Regions from separate parts of the Sus scrofa genome. Here region 1 is linked to region 2. A link is a contact called in public Hi-C data. All regions are on one chromosome and are shown on one strand. Each heading gives the region's core, a stretch centred on a gene start, on an enhancer-like site or on the middle of the called end of the contact. The rest is flanking DNA. Distances are from core to core; before and after follow the strand shown. Region 1 holds the start of ADAM17 (ADAM metallopeptidase domain 17). Region 2 holds the start of RRM2 (ribonucleoside-diphosphate reductase subunit M2).

The links. Hi-C and Micro-C count contacts between places; a contact is called where the count stands out from the background.
Region 1: a Hi-C map of heart right ventricle shows a contact between it and region 2, with 2.9 times the contacts expected there. The contact joins the promoter of ADAM17 here to the promoter of RRM2 in region 2. A contact is called at or near these places in 1 of 47 Hi-C or Micro-C datasets (heart right ventricle) and 1 of 2 datasets of contacts at active chromatin or transcription factors (alveolar macrophages).

What each region holds. Positions count from the first base shown.
Region 1 is chr3:126,793,681-126,798,902 of Sscrofa11.1, reverse strand. It overlaps ADAM17 (ADAM metallopeptidase domain 17), which reads right to left and starts at 3,273. Exons shown (of 19, transcript NM_001099926.1): 1 at 3,145-3,273. The coding sequence starts at 3,241.
Region 2 is chr3:126,364,982-126,370,178 of Sscrofa11.1, reverse strand. RRM2 (ribonucleoside-diphosphate reductase subunit M2) reads left to right here and starts at 3,034. Exons shown (of 11, transcript XM_021087850.1): 1 at 3,034-3,237; 2 at 5,026-5,164. The coding sequence starts at 5,066.

The DNA.
Region 1 (5,222 bases), core at 2,024-4,523, 430 kb before region 2:
ATCAAAGGGAGACTTATATACCCCAGCTGCAACTTCAAGATATCATCATGAGTAAGCTCACATGACTCATAACTTTCCTAAATTATGCAATTCATAACAGCTCAGCTGAAATCATCTCGGTGACCTACGGCGTCCTCCAAAAGCCGGGACTCTGTTACACATTTTTGTCCTTCGGAAAATGTCGTATCCCTAATTGATATTTAGCACTGCGTTTATGGTAACACTCATGGATAAGTAGGCTAATAAACAACCATGCTCTTTAAGTATGAAATTATTCATTAGCCTTGACCAATTCAATCTAAATGGTAGGGTTACCGTAAGCAACAAAAAAAGTCACTCTTCAAAAAAGAAAAAATACCCACAGGGCATACATTTGTCACTAACTGTATGAACTTGACAACTCACTATGCCTTTCTAAGACACATCTTTCTGCCCCCTTCATTTAATAAAAACGAGACACAGGAGTTCCCGTCATGGCGCAGTGGTTAACGAATCCGACTAGGAACCATAAGGTTGCGGGTTCGATCCCTGGCCCTGCTCAGTGGGTTAACGATCCGGCGTTGCCATGAGCTGTGGTGTAGGTTGCACACACGGCTCGGATCCTGCGTTGCTGTGGCTCTGGCGTAGGCCGGTGGCTACAGCTCCGATTGGACCCCTAGCCTGGGAACCTCCATATGCCGCAGGAGCGGCCCAAGAAATAGCAAAAAAAAAGACAAAAAAAAAAAAAGAGAGAGACACAATCTCCACGGTTCATTTCAATTCTAACAGTTGCTAAGTGCCTCTATCGAGAGTGTCCTTATTTCGAGTCTGGGCTCATCACCTCCTTCCCCAGTTAGGTCAACCCTGCTTGATGATAACGTGATAACTCCCACAATGTGTTCTATCACTCACCTTCATATTGTTCTAGAATTGCCTGTTCATATATCTCTATCCTGCCATGCCAAAAGGTGTGGGTGTGTGTGTGGGTGTGTGTGTGTGTGTGTGTGTCTGCACCCAAAGCATGTGGAAGTTCCTGGGCCAGAAATCAAACCTGCGCTGCAGTTGTCTGATCTTCATATTTCCAATAACACTTGCATACAGTACGTGTTCTTCAAACATCTAGACCACGCATTTTTCTGGCACCAGTGGTCCGCACTTTGCAAATAAAAACACATGATAAAAATAGAAAAATCCCTTACGATCTGTGAATGCTGCTGAGAATTAATCTAAAAGTGAGGTTTTCTTTGCGATTCCTAGGATTCATGCTACTTATTTCTCCACTACTGAACATGAGAATAAAAGTGAAACAGCTGTGTTAGAGTGGTAAAAATATAACTTTAATACCTCGAAATACATGTTAGCTTATTTATTTATTTATTGCTTTTTAGGGCTGCACTAGTGGCATATGGTTCCCAGGCCAGGGATTGAACTGGAGCTGTAGCTGCCAGCCTACGCCACAGCCACGGCAATGTGGGATCCGAGCCTCAATTTCAACCTACACCACAGCTCACAGCAATGCCGGATCCTTAACCCACTGAGCGAGGCCAGGGATCAAACCTGCAACCTCATGGATCCTTGTCAAGATTTGCTTGTGGAGTTCCCGTCGTGGCGCAGTGGTTGACGAATCCGACTAGGAACCATGAGGTTGCGGGTTCAATCCATGCCCTTGCTCAGTGGGTTAATGATCTGGCGTTGCCGTGAGCTGTGGTGTAGGTTGCAGACGTGGCTCGGATCCCGAGTTGCTGTGGCTCTGGCATAGGCCGGTGGCTACAGCTCCGATTCGACCCCTAGTCTGGGAACCACCATGTGCTGCGGGAGCAGCCCAAGAAATAGCAAAAAGACCAAAAAAAAAAAAAAAAAAAGATTTGCTTCTGCTGGGCCACGACAGTAACTCCATGTTTGTTCATTTTATTAACATTTATCCTTATCACATGGCTCTTACCCTATTCCTCCATCATGACCATCCCTAACTCCCCATTTTTTTCAATTTGTATTAACGTATCACATCTCAGCACTTCCTACCAGGTTCTCCCCAGCCTGTCATTAGACTAATCACCTGTAATCCATTTCAATTTAAGGTGACTGACAAAGCAGTTGTTCAGGTGAGAGCGTAGCCATCATTAACACCCTCAGTCAATTATAAGGAAGTTCCGGGTAAAATAATGCAAGTTTTATTAGCCATAAAGAAAATCCACACAAAGTCTCCATCTGCCCGATACTATACATGCAATCACGGTAGGGTTTGGGGACCAAAACCACCATGAAAAATCACTGAGGCTCTAACTTCTCACACTGGGAAAATATACTGGTTCATACTTTATTACCAGTTAATTAAACTCTCTCACATGCCAACTTTTTTTTAACTGATAAAGAACCCAGTCACTACACCTTGACACAAATTAACTGCCAGCAATTTACACATCTCTTAATGTTAGTCCATCCTTAATCCAAGCTCTTTAGAAAATCTAAATCACCTACTTTCTAGGCTCAATCAAATTGGTGATTCCTGATAATCTGTTTAAAATGGCAAGGCAGGCATTCACAGCAGCAGCATTACCAGTTGGCCCGGTAAATTTAAGCGCCCCCACCCCAGCACCTCCAATAAGCTCCAATTTAAATAACTAAATACACGCTTATGGTGTTCGCAAAACGAAACTCTTGAGCGCTCCAGTCACTGCCTTCCAACCAGATTACTAAGTACCCCCTACAGCAGAAAATCGAGTTCGCTCCTTTTAGAGCCAGGAAGAGCTGCGGAGCTTCCTCTCCTCCTCCAGAATCCCGCCTTTGGTAGGAACACAATATAGGTTTGTTCCTCAGGAGGGCAGGGATCTGGACCGCATCCTCCTCTCCAAACGCGAGCCACCATCACTCCCGCCTCACCTCTTCCCAAACACAGACTCAGGGGACAGACCCCTCCCAGGCCCCGAGTCCCCCTCGGAGGCCCCCTCCAGGATCCCTCCCCCGTTCAGGGAGACGAGCCCATCTCCCTTCTTTCCCCGAAGTCCGAGAGCCACACCCCCTTCCCACGCTGAAAACCTCGGGACGCGCACAGCCGTCCACACCCCGCCCCCAAACACCTGACAGATCCCGCTTCCCTGCTCTTTCCCGAAAGCTGCGCTCCCCAAGCACCCGGTGCCGGCCCAAGCCAACTCCCAGGGTCTTTACCGAGTCGCTGAGGGGAGCCGAAGCCCGGCTCGTCCGGCGGTCGCGGCGCCAGCACGATAGGAACCAAGCTGGTCAGGAAGAGCGCACACTGCCTCATGTTCCCGGCCCGGCAACCGGCTCCACCTCTCCGAGCAGCCTTCGCCTGACTGGGGCTCAGGACGCTGCTCACATTGGGGGACAACGGGATCCGCCTGGCCTGTCCCCTCAAGCCTCTCACTCCTCCCGCGCCGCCTACCGGAAGACTCTGGAGCCTGACTCTAGGCCCCCCGGAAGCGCAGGCAGCGGAGCAGGGCCTGGCTCAGCCCGCTTCCGCCCGCCGCCAACGCCCGCCCCGCCCACCGCCGGAAGCCGGGCGCCGCGCGGCATGCTGGGAGGGCCTCGCTCGCCCCGCCCCGCGCAGGCGCGCTGCCATCTCACCGCCCCTCTGCCCGCCCCCTTCAGCCCCGCGAGGGCTCCGTGAGCTGCCCGCGGCGTCCTGACTCGACCCCGTGGAGCCTCGCCTCTGTCCCCGGGTGACCGCCGCGAGGGAGGCGGGAGCTCGCGAGTAGGCCCTCAGAGGTGCGTCCAGCCGCCTCCGTCGTCTCGGTCCCACCCACATCTGGTTAGGATCCCTGTTACCCTTTTTGCTAAACGGGCTGTTGAAACCGCCTGGAGCCCGGAGCGGACGAGGGGGAGCCCGGCGGGGCGTGCTCCTGGTTACGACCCAACGACGAAGTGTCCGCGACGAAAGACGGGCTCCTGGGAGCCCGAGGCCTCGCGTCCGCGCGCTGCTTCTGCCAGCCCAGCAGCCCAGATGCAAATGGGGTGCAACTTGGTTTGGGCGTCGGACCCCCTGGGCACATTAAGCCTCCCTCTGTCGTTGTAACGAAAAAGGCTTTGCAAGAGGGAAATAAACAAGCGCTTCCTTAATGCACATTTTCCCGTGGCCCTGCTGTACGTAGAGTCTGCAAGTATTTCAGAAACTATATCTTAGGCCTAACTCCTCATCTACCCGTACAGGGTCTTGAATCGTCCAGCCAACTTCTTGAAATTCAGTACTGTGTTTGGGCACTTCAGCTTTGATTGGAAATTTGCCAAGGAAGTTTGGGCGGGAGGGTTGGTTGGTTTTTTTGCTTTTTAGGGCCGCACTAGCGGCATATGGAGGGTCCCAGGCTATAGGTCAAATCTGAACCACAGCCGCCTGACCACAGCCACAGCCACGCAGGATCCCAGGCGCCTCTGACCTGCACCACAGCTCGGCGCAACGCCGGATCCTTAACCCACTGAGCGAGGCCAGGGATCGAACCGCAACCTCATGGGTGCTAGTCAGATTCCTTTCCGCTTTGCAATCCTTTGCGTAATTTTAGCTCTGGTGTGGTGGAATGTACTGAGTAAAACATTCTAATAACGTTGAAAGGGAGTTGCTATTCTGGTTCAACTAAAGTTGATACAAGTAGAACATAACACATTTTCCACTTGGGAGTGAATGGGGACAGCCTTCCCCCGATTATGAAATGGTAAATTGTTAGGAGTAAATTATTGGTCCTGCCTGGTAAAGTTTCAAGACTACTCCTGATAAAATACTCAAACTGTGGTTTAAACTTAGGTTCACTGTGGTATGCCTTGGTAAAATCGCAACATCTTTCCCAGCCGTTATTATCCGTAATTAACTGGTTTTGTGCATTTTCGGCTTACCTGAATCTGGTCTATTCATCTGAAGTATAAAATGCCTTCATTAAACATTCATTAATGGCATTCCTAATCAAAAAGCAAAGATTCATCTCTGCAAATTTTTTTTTTAATGTACCACATAAAAATGTGATGGTTGTGGAGTTCTCATTGTGGCTCAGCAGTAATGAGCCCTACTAGTATCCTTGAGGAGACAGGTTCCCCTGGCCTCACTCAGTGGGTTAAGGATCCAGCATTGCTGTGGCTGTGGCGTAGGCCGGCAGCTGCAGCTCCGTTTGACCCCTAGCCTGGGAACTTCCATATGCCACAGGTGCAGCCCAAAAAAATAAATAAATAAATCTATAAAATTAAAACTGTTAGGTTTAAATTTACCCTATGGAATATAAGTACCTGACAGATTTGGTAGCCAC
Region 2 (5,197 bases), core at 1,785-4,284:
GAAAGAAGAAGGAGGTCCCCTGGAGCCAGCAGCTCAGCTTTGAGGAGGGTTGACCTTGCTCCTAGTCCTAGTGGCTGGGAAACTAAAGGACTCCCCGGAGGGAAGGGGCCAACGGGTTGCAGAGAGGGAATCATTACGAAATGAGATCATATGAAATATGGGATAGGAGTTCCTGTCGTGGCTCAGTGGTTAACGAATCCGACTAGGAACCATGAGGTTGCCAGTTTGATCCCTGGCCTCGCTCAGTGGGTTAAGGATCCTGTGTTGCTGTGGCTGTGGTGTAGGCTGGCAGCTGTAGCTCCGATTTGACTCCTAGCCTGGGAACCTCCATATGCCACGGGTGTGGCCCTAAAAAGAAAAGAAAAAAAGAATGAGGAGTTCCCATTGTAGCTCAGTGGTAACAAACCTGACTAGTATCCATGAGGATGCGGGTTCTATCCCTGGCCCCAATCAGTGGGTTAGGATCCAGCATCGCGGTAAGTGGCAGTGTAGTTCACAGATGCTGCTCGGATCCCGAGTTGCTGTGGCTGCAGTATAAGACCGCAGCTGCAGCTCCGATTCAACCCCTAGCCTGGGAACTTCCATATGCCGTGGAATGCAGCCCTAAAAAAAAAAAAAAAAGAATGAAATTCTGACACCAGGTACAACATGGATGAATGTTGAAAACTTTACACCAACTGAAAAAAAAGCTGGACACAAAAGAACAGATACTGTAAGACTGCACTTGCATGAGGTACTTATATTCATATAGACAGGAAGCAGAATGGTGGTCATGAGATTGATGGGAGGGCGTAATGGGGAGTTAGGGTTTCATGGGGACAGTTTCAGTTTAGGATAAAAAGTTCTGGAGATGATGGTGGTGATGTTTGCATAACACTGTCACTGTGCTTAATGCCACTGAAGGGCACACTTGAAAAATGGTTCAAATGGGAGTTCCCGTCGTGGCGCAGTGGTTAACAAATCTGACTAGGAACCATGAGGTTGCGGGTTCAGTCCCTGCCCTTGCTCAGTGTGTTAAGGATCCAGCATTGCCGTGAGCTGTGGTGTAGGTTGCAGACATGGCTCGGATCCTGTGTTGCTGTGGCTCTGGCGTAGGCCGGAGGCTACAGCTCCAATTTGACCCCTAGCCTGGGAACCTCCATATGCTTCGGGAGCGGCCCAAGAAACAGCAAAAAGACAAAAAAAAAAAAGGTTCAAATGGTAAATTTTAGCTTATGTATTTTTTTTAGCTTATGTATATTTTAACCACATGCAAAAAATATAAGCCCAATGTAATAAAACCTTTAGATCCAACTTCTAGTTTACAGTAAATACAGTGATCAGAAAGACAAGTTAAATGACACTCTGAAGACACATCAGGCAAATGTAGAACGTGAGACAGTCCACAAGAAAAGTGGCCTGAACATCACACAGCCAATATCATGGGCTAAAAACAAAGTACGGTTGTTCAAATTCAAGAGACTAATGGAGTTCCCGTTGTGGCTCAGTGGTAAGGAACCCAACTAGTGTCCATGAGGATGCAGGTTCGGTCCCTGGCCTCGCTCAGTGGGTTAAGGATCTGGTGTTACTGTGAGCTGTGGTATAGGTCGTAGATGTGGCTCAGATCCCGTGTTGCTGTGGCTGTGGTGTAGACTGGCAGCTGCAGCTCTGATTTGAACCCTAGCCTGGGAACTTCCATATGCCTTGAATACAGCCCTAAAAAGCAAAAAACAAAAACAAAAACAAAAAAGCGACAGACGGGGGGGGGGGCCTAAGAACAACTATACAAACAACCACTGTCTTGATGCCACTGCATGTAACTGACTTTGTTGTCACGTCCACCACTCTGCAGATTAAAAAAAAAAAAAAAATCAAAGAACAAAAAATAAAGCTCATTTGATATGATTTTAAAGAGACTAAAAAGATACAGTGGACAAATGTAATGCATGTGCTAAACAGGATCCTGAATAAAAAGTGAATGAATTAAAAGACACATTTGAAACGACTGGGGAAAATTTGCTTATGGACTAGAAGCTATTAGGTGATGTTAGAGAATTAATGCTGGTTTTCTTAGGTCTGAATATGATGTTGTGGTTACGTTAGTGGATGTTTTTATTTTTAAGAGTTATATGCCGCAACATGCTGAAATATCTGGGGATGAAGTGTCCTTTCTACAACCCACTTTCAAATGATCCAGAAAAAACTAAAGCCTCCCACGTCCAGAAAGAGAAAGCAATAAGGCAAAATGGAAACAACCACTGAATCCCAGGTGGTGGGTGAAGACTGTAGGATTCTTTTGTTTTTCTGTTTGTTGAAAACTTTATTTATTTATTTTTTTGCTTTTGCTTTTTAGGGTTGCACCTGTAGCATATGGAGTTTCCCCGGCTAGGGGTCAAATCAGATCTCCAGCTGCTGGCCTGCCCCACAGACACAGCAATGCCAGACCCCAGCGGTGTCTGTGATCTACACGGCAACGCTGGATCCTTAACGCATTGAGCAAGGTCAGGGATGGAACCCACATCCTCATGGATACTAGTCGTTACTGCTGAGTCACAAGGGGAACTCCGAAAACATTATTAACAAAAATTGGGAGAGGAAAGTTCTAGCTGGGCAGTTTTAGGAACCGTATAACCTTGGACATTCTCCTTGCCTCTCAGACCTTGATCTCAAGAGAACCTCACACTGTCCTTTGCATTTTAAGTGTTAATCACGTGGTCCAGGGGCCCAGGGGCTGTGGAGTTACCGACGTCAGTGTCATTACCAGCGCGGTGTCCCGTATATAGGTGATGAGTGCTGGGGTAGGGTGAGGCGCCTCTTAAGAGGCCACCAAACCCGCCCGCCCTAGATGCTAAAAGTACAACTTCTCCCCGCGCGACCGCAGGACCGGAAGCGGGGGCGGGGCTTACGGTGGCCTGGCGTGGGATCCCGAAGGCTCGAATGAGCGCCTCCTCTCGGAGGTTGGGGGCGGAGTCTCTGTCCTACTGGCCAATCGTGGAGCAGCTGTCAAACAGGCGCAGAGGGAAGCCAGGAAGATTCCTGGTCAGATTCCAGCGCCCGGCCCTAGGCAGCAGCGGAGGGCGCTCTCTCTTCCGGGGAATGGGCCGCCACGTCCCGCCCGGCCTTTTCCTCTCCGGGACCCAGGCGAGAGAGGAGGCCCTGCCTACCAGAAGCCAGGCCCCGCTGCCTCCTCCCGGCTTGACCTCCCCGCAGAGTCACGTAGCCTTCTGCCCCTGCTTCCTCCTTTGTAAAGCGAGAGCGGTAAAAACCCGACCTGGGGGGGAGGGGATGGGACCTCCCAAATGACTCAGAGGTGGGAGGAGGTGAAGGAGAGGATGGCGACTTTTCCCCCTGCCTCGTGGCAGTTCAACCGAAAAAGAAGTCACGGTTTCTGGCTAGTTCACCGAGTTATACTTTATGGTTCCTGTACACACGGAATATAACAGGAGCTAAAAAGCACATGGTGCCTGGAACAGCAACCCAAAGGAGGACTTCAGGTATTAATTACCCGACATTGAGGATTAGAGAAGGACAGAGAATCACTGATAATTGCGATCGTTTTATGGTGGCTGATAAAACCATCACACCTCTATCAATAAAAATATCCATTTTCTGAAAGTGCATGCTGAAGTAAGGGGAAATCGACAATGTCTGTGAGCTGCTTTAAAACAGATAGACCAGAGTCTTAGTTGTTTTGTCTAAGAGATGCGAAGCTCTTTTTTTTTGCTTTTTAGGGCCGTACCCGTGGCATATGGAGGGTCCCAGGCCAGGGGTCTAATTGGAGCTGCTGCAGCTGCCGGCCGACACCACAGCCACAGCAACGCAGGATCCAAGCCACGTCTGGGGACCTACACCACAGCTCATCGCAGCGCCAGATCCTTACCCTACTGAGCGAGGCCAGGGATCGAACCCGTGTCCTTATGGATACTAGTCGGGTTCGTTACCAGGGAGCCACGATGGGAACTCCTTAACACTGCTTCCTCTGCAATCATTTCTTGAATTTTGCCACATTCAGGGCAAAATCTATGGCAAATCTGAAAGATCATGTACAAAGTAAAATGGACACTTTTACTTAGTTCGAATCCCCCCCTCCCCCATGGAGGTTTTCAACCCCCTCTCCAGGATCTTGGATGCCCAATAAGCAGTACATGAATTTCTAGTTCTTCAAGCACACACTGGACTCTTTCCCAGGAGGTTTTGCTTAGTTTGCCATTTTTAAAACAATATTGACACAGAGGACAGTGGTCTGAAAGCAGACACGATTTCAGCGGGAAACTGCACCAAAGGCCCTTCCTGTTAATGTGAAGGTTTCCAAAGAGCTTCCCATTTTACATGAATGGTCTCACTTAATCCTCTCATTTTCTTAGGAATCCCACAGGTTAGGTAGAGCTACCAGCGCACCAATTCTTTAAGTCGGGTGACCTGTCCTAGTGACACAGCAACTGCACCCCGGGACTCTGAAGCCAGCGGCCCTAAATGCTAGGCGCCACGGTCCCCGCTGAGCACCCCACACCTCAGGGACCTTGTACCCCTCCCCCAAGTACACGTATGTAAATCGTCGCAGCCATGGCGCTTCCCTCGCTGCCGGGGCCGTTTTACTGGCCTTTGCACCAACCTCATTTGCAAAACCTCTCGCCCAGAACCGCGAAACCGGTCCGAGAGACGTTTTCGGAGAGGTGGGGCTCTGTGGGGTGGGGTGTCAGCTCCCGCTCTCCGGCGCCTGGCGGGCTCCAATCGCGTTGTTTCATTCAATCCCAAACCGTCCGGCCCCAGCGAGTGCCCGCGCGCGCCAGGCCACCGAGACGCGCAGGGGCTGCAGCCTTTGTCCAGTGGGGCCCTCGGGGAGCCGGGCAGTGGCTCCCCCTGCCCACCCGGCGGCCCCCGGAGGCCTGGGAGGGGTCGGTCCCGAGGGTCCCCGGCGGGCAGGGGCGGCCTGAGATCCCGCGCGGCGCTTGAATCGCGAGGGGCGTGGCCAGCGGCGGCTCCGCCCAATGAGCGCTCAGGATGCTTTAAATTCCCCTGCGGGCCGGGCTGGGGCTCGCATCCCAGGACCTGCGCCTTCGCCTCACCTGCCCCTCCGCGCGTCGCCATGCTCTCCGTCCGCGTCCCTCTCGCCACCATCGCCGACCCGCAGCAGCTCCAGCTCTCGCCCCTGAAAGGGCTCAGCCTGGCGGACAAGGAGAACACTGTGAGCGCGCGGGCGCGGGGGCCGGGGGTCGGG